Regions from separate parts of the Mus musculus genome. Here region 1 is linked to region 2. Evidence: chromatin contacts called from public Hi-C data. All regions are on one chromosome and are shown on one strand. Each heading gives the region's core, a stretch centred on a gene start, on an enhancer-like site or on the middle of the called end of the contact. The rest is flanking DNA. Distances are from core to core; before and after follow the strand shown.

Evidence for each region. A called contact is a pair of places that touch in the nucleus more often than the background predicts.
Region 1: a contact with region 2 is called in a Hi-C map of cerebral cortex, with 2.9 times the contacts expected there. The contact joins two enhancer-like sites. A contact is called at or near these places in 2 of 39 promoter capture datasets (hippocampal neurons and stem cell-derived epiblast-like cells) and 1 of 484 Hi-C or Micro-C datasets (cerebral cortex).

The regions. Positions count from the first base shown.
Region 1 is chr3:137,560,070-137,565,432 of GRCm38.p6, reverse strand. No RefSeq gene overlaps it. Among named protein-coding and RNA genes, the nearest start is that of Gm4861, 10 kb to the right of the region's middle. Within about 2 kb of position 4,107, at least 41 of the 459 cell types and tissues checked have an H3K27ac peak or open chromatin away from gene starts, as enhancers often do. A contact at or near this core is called in cerebral cortex and hippocampal neurons, where this site is marked.
Region 2 is chr3:137,055,298-137,060,097 of GRCm38.p6, reverse strand. No RefSeq gene overlaps it. Among named protein-coding and RNA genes, the nearest start is that of Gm26107, 10 kb to the left of the region's middle. Within about 2 kb of position 2,822, at least 49 of the 459 cell types and tissues checked have an H3K27ac peak or open chromatin away from gene starts, as enhancers often do. A contact at or near this core is called in cerebral cortex and hippocampal neurons, where this site is marked.

The DNA.
Region 1 (5,363 bases), core at 2,858-5,357, 500 kb before region 2:
GTGGCCACAAAACATGCCCCAAGCTAGCAGGAGGCAGTTTTCAGTCTGCATGTCCACTTGGTGTGAATCGTTTCACGCTTTGCCGGAGAAACATGAGTGTGTTGGCACTGTTTAATGTTAAACGACATATCTCAAATGCAATTCCAGGTTTCCATATATTCATAAAGAATTGTCGACTCACAAGGAGTTGTCAGAAGTGATAGAGAGAGATACAGCTTGTGGATTCCATCCAGTTTTCCCTGTGTTAACATTTGCATGACCATAGTACTGTGTCATGACCAGGAAATTGACACACCTCATTTACCTCATCTGGATTCCACTAGTTTTATTCCCCATCTCTATTGTGTTTCTCTGTATCTGTATATGTTAAATGTTCTGCAGCTTTGCCATTAATTCTATTTGTAGGACCATTACCTTCATCACAATGAAAGATAGCCTCATGCTCTTTAGTGACAGTCCTAGCTAGCCCTGCCCCCCCCCCCGCCCCCCATGGCCCTTGCCTGCTTTCTAGCCCATAACAAACTGTAATTGGTTTTCCATCTATAATGTTAGCATTTTAACACTGCTGGGTAAGTGGGATCATATATTACATGATATTTGGTGAATGGCACTGTTCTCTCAACTTCATTCCTTCAGAGAGCCATATTAGTTGGCACATGCATGGATGGCTGAAAACTCTTTACTCCCAACCCTTCTTGTTCCAGAAGTTTTAGACAAGGGACTCTAGAGCTTCTTGTTGCCAAGGAGATTGGATGGCAAGAGCTGCTGCCCACATGACATTTGCCCCATTCTGCAGACCCCCTCTTCAGCATCACAGCCATCTGCCTCACTTGCTGTGCCTGGCTTACTCTTCACTGTGCTTTCCTTCTGGGCTTTCTAAATCTTAGCTCTAATTTGCAATCTGATTTCCCCAGCGTTGGCAGTTCATTTCCCTGCGACTGCACCTGGCTCCCTATATCACGTAACACTGACGCAGGTCAGCATGCAGATATGAGACTCAGGGGTTCAGATTTCAGGCTGTGAGCACAGGAGTCCAGCAGACTTCTAGAACTGGATACTTGGTCGTCTTAGAAGAGCTTCTTGGTATGGATACTCATTATCATTAGAGTTGCTTTTTTTTGGTGTGAATAAAATAAAGCTGTAAATATAGTTCATGTTAACACATTCTAAAGCAAGACCTGCTTTCCTTGAGCAGCTCAAAATTAGTTTAGTAAATCGTGTGGTGGAAAGTTTTCACTAAGTTTAATAACATCATAAGCTGTTCTTGATATTTGACAAATTACATCTCTAGAAATGTGTGTGTGTGTGTGTGTGTGTGTGTGTGTGTGTGTGTGTGTGTACATATGTGCAAGATAGAGTTAGAGAGAGACAGAGTCAGTGTTAAGGAATAGAGGAACAGGATAAACATGGTTCAAGGGGTGACCTTTGTTTCATTTGTCCTTGCTCCCCAGTTCTGTTTCCATCCCAGTATGATGCAAGACCCCAGAACAACTGAATTGATGCTACTGATTCAAATCATGGTTAATTCACATCTCCCTCTTGGCTGAAGCTAAACCGAAGCTGCTGTCTCTCATGAAGATTCTGCCTGCAGCTGCGTGACACAGATTATAAAAAGACTCTCAGATGGAACACAGAAACTTCGCTTCTAATCATTCAAATGCTTCATTCAGTTGAAATTATCGTCTAGGAAAATTCCAGATGTTCCGATGTTTCACTTCCCCATCTGAAGTTCCCATCCTGGAGGGCAGCTGGTCACTGATCTGCGCTGCTACACTGGCAATGATCAGCAGGGGTCTGCTCAGGGGCCAGCAAGAGGATCCACCAATACCCTGGAGAAATCAAGTAGGAATCAAGAAAGATGAGAAGAAGGGAAATTTCTAACCCTAGGTTACTCTTGTGTACTCTTCACCAAGAGAACCAGTGAAGGAGGAGGGAAAATAAAGACAAAATAAGCATTTAGGACAGGAGCTGGAGAGATGGCCGAGAGCAGTCAAGAGTTCTTGTTGCTCTTGAGGAGGAAGGACCTGGATTCAGTTCAACCAGGTACAACACAACCTATAGTACCAGTTCCAGGGGATCCAGTGTCCCCTTCTGACCTTCAAAGGCACACGCGTACATGTACGTACAGAAAAACCTCACATGTCAAATCAAAAGAACACGTTCAGTAAGATTGTAAAATATATTGGGTGACTTAAGCAATGGTTTAAACATTTGTATAAATTAAGGGGAACCGCTTTTTCTGAGAGAGTTTTGTGGGGTTTATGGTGTAATGTGCAAAGGTTGAACATCTCCTTTAACACACTGTCTTGAAGTCCGTATGCCCCAGTGCTCTGAGAAATGTTATAGGGGACGAAACACTGACTGGTTTTCTTTGATGGTCTTTTGCTGCAAAGCATTGGCTTCCCTCACTTTAATCAAACCCTCTTTCTTCTGCAAAGTGTCTCAGCTCTGAAGATGCAGCAAACTACTTTATGAAGAAGGATTCTATGTAGCAAATCTTACAGATGAGTGAGTGAGAAAGTACACAAAAAGGAAAAGAAGCAAGAAGAAAGTGCGCATGTCTGGTTGGTGACCCTCTTGAAGTTGTGAGTCAGGGAAAAAAAAAAACTAAGAAAAAGAAAGAATGACAATCTGCTATGTTTTGACCCTAAATTATAGATATACCTATGTGTTGTTATGATCCTTTATCATATCAAATATTCAAATCACAACTTCCGGTGGACCTTACAAACTAATTATTTCTGGTGGGCCAGAACCAGCTGGTGGCTGGTCAGTAAATATGTATGTCAGAATACAGATTTACTGACTAAATGCATGCATGCATGGGCATCTTTGTATGTACTCTTTCAGTCATTAAAAATACTCAAGAACTGATCCAGAACCCTGACCAGCACAGGTACTCATTTCTAAGTTTGGGGCTAACCTTTAATTTATTTTATTGAATGCTGGTGGGGGGATGCTTTGCTTGTGCAATTTTAGTTGCACATAATACAATATCAATCTTTTTTATGTTTGCAAGATTAAAACTTTTTTTCCTATCTGGTTAATTATCTCCTTAGAATTTAGTAAGCTTGGCAGAGGCTGCCCTTTGGGGCTCATTAAGCCAAATTTCCACTTCAGGATTAGAAATGCAGCAAGAGGAGAGGACAGATGCATTCAGAGTCTGAGCTGGGAGCCCGCTTTGCTGAGAGTGCTTTGGATGCTCTGACACTGTAAGGAGAGAGCTGCCTTTGCACTGGGGCAAGCAGGGATCTGGAGTATTGGCACTAGCTATGTGGTGCAGAAGAGAGCCACCTACGATGCCTGGGATCCAGGCCTCAGGGCATTGGATTTCTGAGGGATGAAGAGCAGAGTCAGAAAGCTTAATGTTCTGAGCAGGCTGTCCCCAGCTTTGCTGGAGAAAGGGGCTCAGTTACAATTCCCTCTGGGTTGAAATCTGAGTTTTGATGGAACGCAAACTCTGTGCTGCTGTGTTAGTGCTGGGAAATGTTCTAGTCTCTAGGGTATTGGGATCTAAATCTTTCTACCAACTTGAAAGTCTCCCAAGAGTTTATGGAGTTGGAGGAAGAAGAGGAGGAGGAAGAGGAGGAGGAAGAGGAGGGGGAGGAGGAGGAGAAACAGCATACAAAGCCAGGAGGTTATTCTATTTAGACGCGACAATGACTCATGCTAGTTTGAAAATAGAATTTATAGTTTGCTGCCTTATAAAGGGGACTTTAATCTTCTGTGTAATTTTCATAGTTACTATTCTGTGAACTTCTTTGCAAGCAAACAGAATTGTTTTGCACCTGGATACAAAATGCCCCATGTCTTGAGAGCATGGTAACATGCCACTCTCTAATGAAAGGCCAGTTCCACCACAGGGAGGTCCATTTCCTAATCACAAAACAACTGACTTGTCATCCTTTCTTGGTCCCCAAAGACTGGATTTAAAAATGCCTCAGTGACCTGTCATTTTGCAGTTTTCGACTGTGTGGTGTGCAGCCGCCATATGAGGAATTGTCTCATCCTTTAAAACTGTTCTGTTTACTCGGGCTCTCACTGAAAGTGCATCTCCATGGGAATTTATGGAGGCTTCCAGCCCCAGCCTGCTGCCCGCCTCTCAGCTTTGGCTTCTCTGCAGGTTCCTTTTATTGGTTTTTGGCAGGTTGCTGAGGGCATATGTTTTACACTTTGCTGCTCTGATTTGTGAGAATCTGCTGACATCCAAGAAAGTGCTACGAAAACCTGTTGCTCATATCCAAGGATATGTGTTTTATGGCAAATCCACAGAGCTCAAGTTTCTTGACAACACATCTTATTTATGGAGAAACAAATGCAGACAGTATTGTACAGGGCTGTGGTGCCACCCTTCTGAGAAGACCTTTGGCTGTGTGTGTGTGTGTGTGTGTGTATGTGTGTGTGTCTGTGTGTACGCGTGCACATGCACAATGGGGCACAGGTTTTGTTTGTCTCTGTGTCAGGCTTTTGGTGAACATTTCCTCTTTTATGTATTTTGGAGAAAGTTTTCCCATTGCTGCCAGCTGTCATTTGCTAGCATACACCATATGCCAAAAACCATGCACTGACTTTTTACTGGAAGATTGCAAGAGAAATGTTACTGCCTCCTGCTGAAGAGGGGAAAAAAAAAAAACAAAAAAAAACAACTAAGGTTTATTGGAGTTAAGCAACATTTGCAGTGTTTTATGGACCAATGAAACCAAGGTGCAAAACTTGGTATGCTTTGCCTCTGAAGTTAATGCTTTTATTCCCCATAAAAGGCAGGAGATTATTTTTTTTTGTATTTTTAATGCTATTTTAAAATAAATTATTAAACTTGCACAATATCACATAGATCCTGTCATGATTCGACCTCACTTCTTCCCTCTATAGACTCTAGACTAGTCTATTTTCAGTGAGGGGTGACTTTGCTTCTCCAGGGAAGACTTTCCAAGGTCTGGAGCCATTTTTATTGACACGTTGGGTAAATGTAGAGCACATGACACCTATTGGGTAGAGATAGAGGGAGACAGAACTTCTGCTTAGCATTCTGGAACATACACAGCTCCTCCAAAATGCTAGTCCTGCTGGGGCTGAGGTGTTTTGGAGGAAAAAAAGTAATAAAAACAGGAAATAGTCTTGATATTGTACCATAATTTTAGTGATGGTTGGGAGATTGTATTATCTGTTCTAAATACTTTCTGCTATTTCACTTTTACTGGGGTTTTCTACATGGTAGAGTTATCCCTTGGCTGGCAGTTTGTTTTCTTTGATGAAGAAAGTATAGGAGCAGATTAGATCTTCCCAAGATTAGGAAGCCATTGTGTGGTGTTGACATCCTTTCCGTGAGCAGATCATGAGGCTCCAGCCAGAGCTGCCTCCAC
Region 2 (4,800 bases), core at 1,573-4,072:
TACAATGAGCTTCACAATTACACAAAAAGAGGAATAGGCTTGGTACAAATTTGTGATAATGGAAAAACATTCATTCTAGGTAAGGTCCAAGAATGAAGCCATAGTATGCATTATGTGAAACTGTTGCTTTGAACTTATAATGAGCTTATAGAATAAAAACTGCTTTCAACTTACTATCAATATCCTTCTGTAACGTGACTTTTGTGTAACATTTCACCTATGAGGTAATTTTCTAAAGAACTTTTGTCTAGGCAGGTATAAGAAGGTCAGAGAGAAGAAATAAAGTATAGCATTTGGGCTTGGCCCCATCCACTAAATGTGTACATGTATATATCTGTTTCTCTACAGGTATGTACATACATGCATGTGTAGGTATCTGTGTATGTATGTAGCTATGCATGGACACTTGTGGAGTTGATGAGAAAGGTGTTTGGGCCTGACCAGGGTGTGTGTGTATGTGTGTATGTGTGTGTGTGTGTGTGTGTGTGTGTGTGTGTGCATGCACATGTGTGTGTGTGTATGTGTGTGTGCGTGTGTGTGTGTGTGTGCGTGCACATGTGTATGTGTGTATGTGTGGTGATTGTGTGTGTGTATGTGTGTATTGTGCATGCATGTATTTGTGTGTATGTGTGTGTATATGTATGTGTATGTGTGTGTGTGTGTGTGTGTGTGTGTGTGTGTGTGTGTATGGGTGTGTGTGTCTTCATTGCCTGTGTAAATGATTTTTTCTCTTTTCCTTTCTTCTTTCCCCTCTGTTTCACAAAAAGTTAATGAGTTTCAAGCCTCTTGCCCAGCCAGCAAGAGGTCCTTGACCCAGAGAGAAAAGAGCCCTAGCAATTAAACCTTTTTTTTTTTTTCTTCTAAATCCCCTGTTGTTGCTAGCAGGAGTTTATAAACAGAAACCAGCAGCATTTATCCACAGAATAGTAAGAAGCCAGCACTTATTAGCACAAAATAGTAAGAGAAAAGAAACCTGTGCTTACTATCACAGCAATATAATAGTAAAGGGTAGAAGGCCAGAGGTCATCAGTCTTTGACCTTCCTCTGACACTGTGTCTCACCTCAAACCATCCACTCTGAAGATCGTAGCAGGTCCCTGGCACTTTTTCATACTAGCTCATGTTACTTCATACATGCTTGCATCTCCAGTGGTGTTTATTAAAGGACTTAGGCCTTACTATTCTCATTCTTTTTCTCTTCCTTCTACAGGCTGCTGTACCCAGCACCCCAATAATGTATAAAAGACATCATTCTAGAGTCATGTGACCATGTGTTGAAGTTAATGCCTGCCAAGTGGGACAGTAGCCCTTTTGCTATTCCTCAGCCCTCAGGAAGACTGTAGGGCCTGGAGAATTGAGATTGAAACAAATCGCTAATGCCAAATCTGCAAGTAGACTTTGAAGTGAATAGTTCTATGCCTGCAGATATGCTGTGGTCCTCAAGCATCACATGGAATTGTTACAGACTTTTCCATTCGCATGTATTCAACCTTGAGCACCAACAGCAACATGAAACAACAAATGTTGAGCACTTACTAGGGAAGTCAAGTCACACTACAGGCCCTTCACATACTGTTTGCTTCATAAGTTGCTTAAGAGACAAGGGACTTAAGACTAGGTCATCAGTGAGAGATCACAGATTTCTCCTGCAATGTCCATATCTCCCTTCATGTTAAGTAGACTAAGGAATGTCATAAAAGTCTTTCCACATCTATCATGTTTGTATATTATCTCTAAAATCTAATAGAAGGTCAGGTGAATACATGATTCACAATATAATGTCAAGAGTTTGTGATGTGGAGCTTACTGGATTTGCCTGTGGTTGCACGGCTTGTAACTATGTCATCTGTGAAACACAAACAACAGTACCTACTATATACATCGTCTGTGAGAGCATTAGAACCCTCTGAGATTCACTGGCAGGGAGAACCAGGGTACTTTCAGAGTTGTTCTCTGAAAACATGACTCCACCCTATATTTAGAGCCCATGGATGACAAACAAGCAATGCACTGACACCTTCCACAGGAGAAAGGGATTTTCTTTGTCCTACGCACGTTCTAAACACAGACACAAACCAGTGATTAACTGTCTAGCAGCAATGTGACTTATGAAAGAGGACATGGGGCTGTCTGCTATGACCCCCACAGAAAGGCCCAAATGAAACCGCCCTTCTCCTTGGAGTTCAGGTCAAGCACAGAGGCACCTCAAGAGTTGACTGATTGTCAACTGTTTCAGTGGCAGCTAAGTGGCAGGCCATGCTTCTGCCCTTCTTGCAGTCTCATTCCAAAGCCTTAACTTTATTACACCCTGCAGTTCCCAAATTGCTATGTAGGATTTTTTGAGGATTCATCTGTAAGAACATTGTGGGCTGTGGATGTGTGCACACACTTGTACAACCGCCCCCCCCCCCCAAAAAAAAAAACAATACTGGTTCAGGTTCAGGCAGGAAGACTTAGTTTTTTGTTTTGTTTTGTTTTTTTCTCAAATGACATATTTGAGCATTAGAAGCAATGTGTTCTGTTCTCCTGCTAGCAAGAAATAATGAAACCGCTGCACTGCCTTCGCAGCAGCTCCTGCCTTTCAGTCTTGCAAAGCAGAAATGATTCTCCATTTGTAGGCAGCAACAGCCCCCAGAAGCTGTGGGAACATTGCCAAGAGCCCTGAAAAACCTCCAGAGCTAATTGGGAACTGGCTTATTAGTGACACTTTTGAGAGTCAGGCTGTCATTGAAGACAAATGAAGGGGAGCACGGTGGGCGCTGCAGCATGGCATTAGGCAGTGGGAGGGAGGCTGGTCCCTGCTCCTCGCAGAACATTGCTTTGCAATTTGCTCAGACTCTGTGCTCAGCTGCCTTGCAAAAGCCTTGGCTGCTGGGAAGCTGCAGGCAACACCTTAGCCTTTATTCTGCACCAGCGCTGTCCCTAGCCATCAACATTAGAAGACTTTAGCAGCCATCTCAAAGGTATCTTGAGTTACTTAATCCTGCCAATAAATACCTGCAATGCCCTCTTCATAGCTCTTGGAATATGTCTTCAGTGTGTGTGTGTATGTGTGTGTGTTGTTTTATCCTATCCACTACTGATAGAAAATTGTTCTAACGTTTTGTATAAGTACTAAAAACTCAGTTTAAAAAATATTCATTAAATCACCTAAGAAACAAATTTGAATTAAATCAGAATTCCAGATTGGTCAGTTAATTAGGAAGCATCTCAAGAAATGCACATGGCTCATCATTCCAATTAAACCCATGGTTCGCCATTCCAATTAAAACCGTGGGTTTTAAAAACCAAGGTTAAAGACACCAGGATTTACCAGCTACAGCTCCAGCCAGGCAGACGCTGTGTTCTGAGTGTTGCCTTCAGCTATCACTGAAATGGTGCTCTGGTAACAAACTGTTGTTTTGGTTTGTTTCTCGCACTCTGTCACTGGCATGATGGCACTTCTTATAGCTAGCTGTTTATGATATGCAATTATCACAGCCCTCAACAACAGCAGCAAAACAATTCAAACTTAAGAGGAGATTGTTGTGTCACTCAGTACTCACAAGAGAGCTGTGTGGGCATCCATGTGTCCCCTTTGCTGGGCTCTCTGCTGAGTAAAGTGAAGGAAACCTGCTGTTGCTGTTAGGAGGGATGAAGTCCAGCTCTAGAGTCACCTCTTGGAGTTCTCCATTGCAGTGGATACAGCTCAAAGGTTGTTGTTGTTGTTTTGCAATAGCATTAGAAGTCCATCTGAGCACAGATCCACTAGAACATAGAAAGCAATTCATAGACACCCGGTTATTGCTAACACTGATGAATGCCTCTCTCACTAAGAAAATCATTCTCCTCTCAAAGGAGATGTAGAAGTTGGGCGTTTCACAGGTCAGCTGTGACGGAATCAAGCCCCTAAAGCTTTAGGTATTTCAGTTCTCTCTACAGCTCTGGCTCTTAACCTCACATAGAGATAGAATCATCCAGAGGCACAAGCTTGCACATTCCTAACTTCAGTGATAGACAGTACTGGGTTAGCTTCTAACTTGATAGCTGGCCTTTGTCTCCCTTATTCCTTGCTTATAGTTTGCCTCTCATGAAGCATATGTGTCAGCCTAAGTATTAGTTATTTTTCCTTATGTAAGGAGAAGGTGCTCTGACCAAAGCAACTTCAGGGAGAAAGAGTTTATTTCATCTCACAGTTGGAAAATGGAGTCAGTAATGATGAGGAAATGACAGCGACAAGAACATAAGGCAGGTGTTCGCATTGCAAGCACAGAAAGGAACTAGGGAGGTCAATGCTGCTACTCAGCTAGCTCTCTCCTTTTTATGGATTCCAGAACCAAACCAAAGAAATAGGGCTATGTACCTCAATTAGCCTAATCAACATAACCCCTCATAGTCTTGCCCAGAAACTTCTTTCCTAGGCAATTCTCGATCTTATCAAGTTGACAGTAAAAATTAACCATTACGGTGGTTATCAGCTTTCATAGCTCTCTTGTTTCTAGAGACATGTAAGACTATACTATGGTCGTCCTTATGACAAAAATCAAGAGAAGAAAATATGGCACAATTTGTGACAGTTTTAGAACAATGGTGTGACGATGTGACGTGATTCCGGAGAATCCATGTGAGAAAGTTCACAGGTGACCAAGTGACAGTTCCTAAATGGCTGGGTGACCGCTGTTCTGAAGCAGCTTTGGGAGCTAGTACTCAGGTGGCAGGTTTGACACAGAAAGGTTTCTGGCTCTCATGGGACAGTTCTGGGTCATCAAAATGATACAGAGGTGAATGTCTTTATAAAAACGTCTCTGTGATTACCACAGGA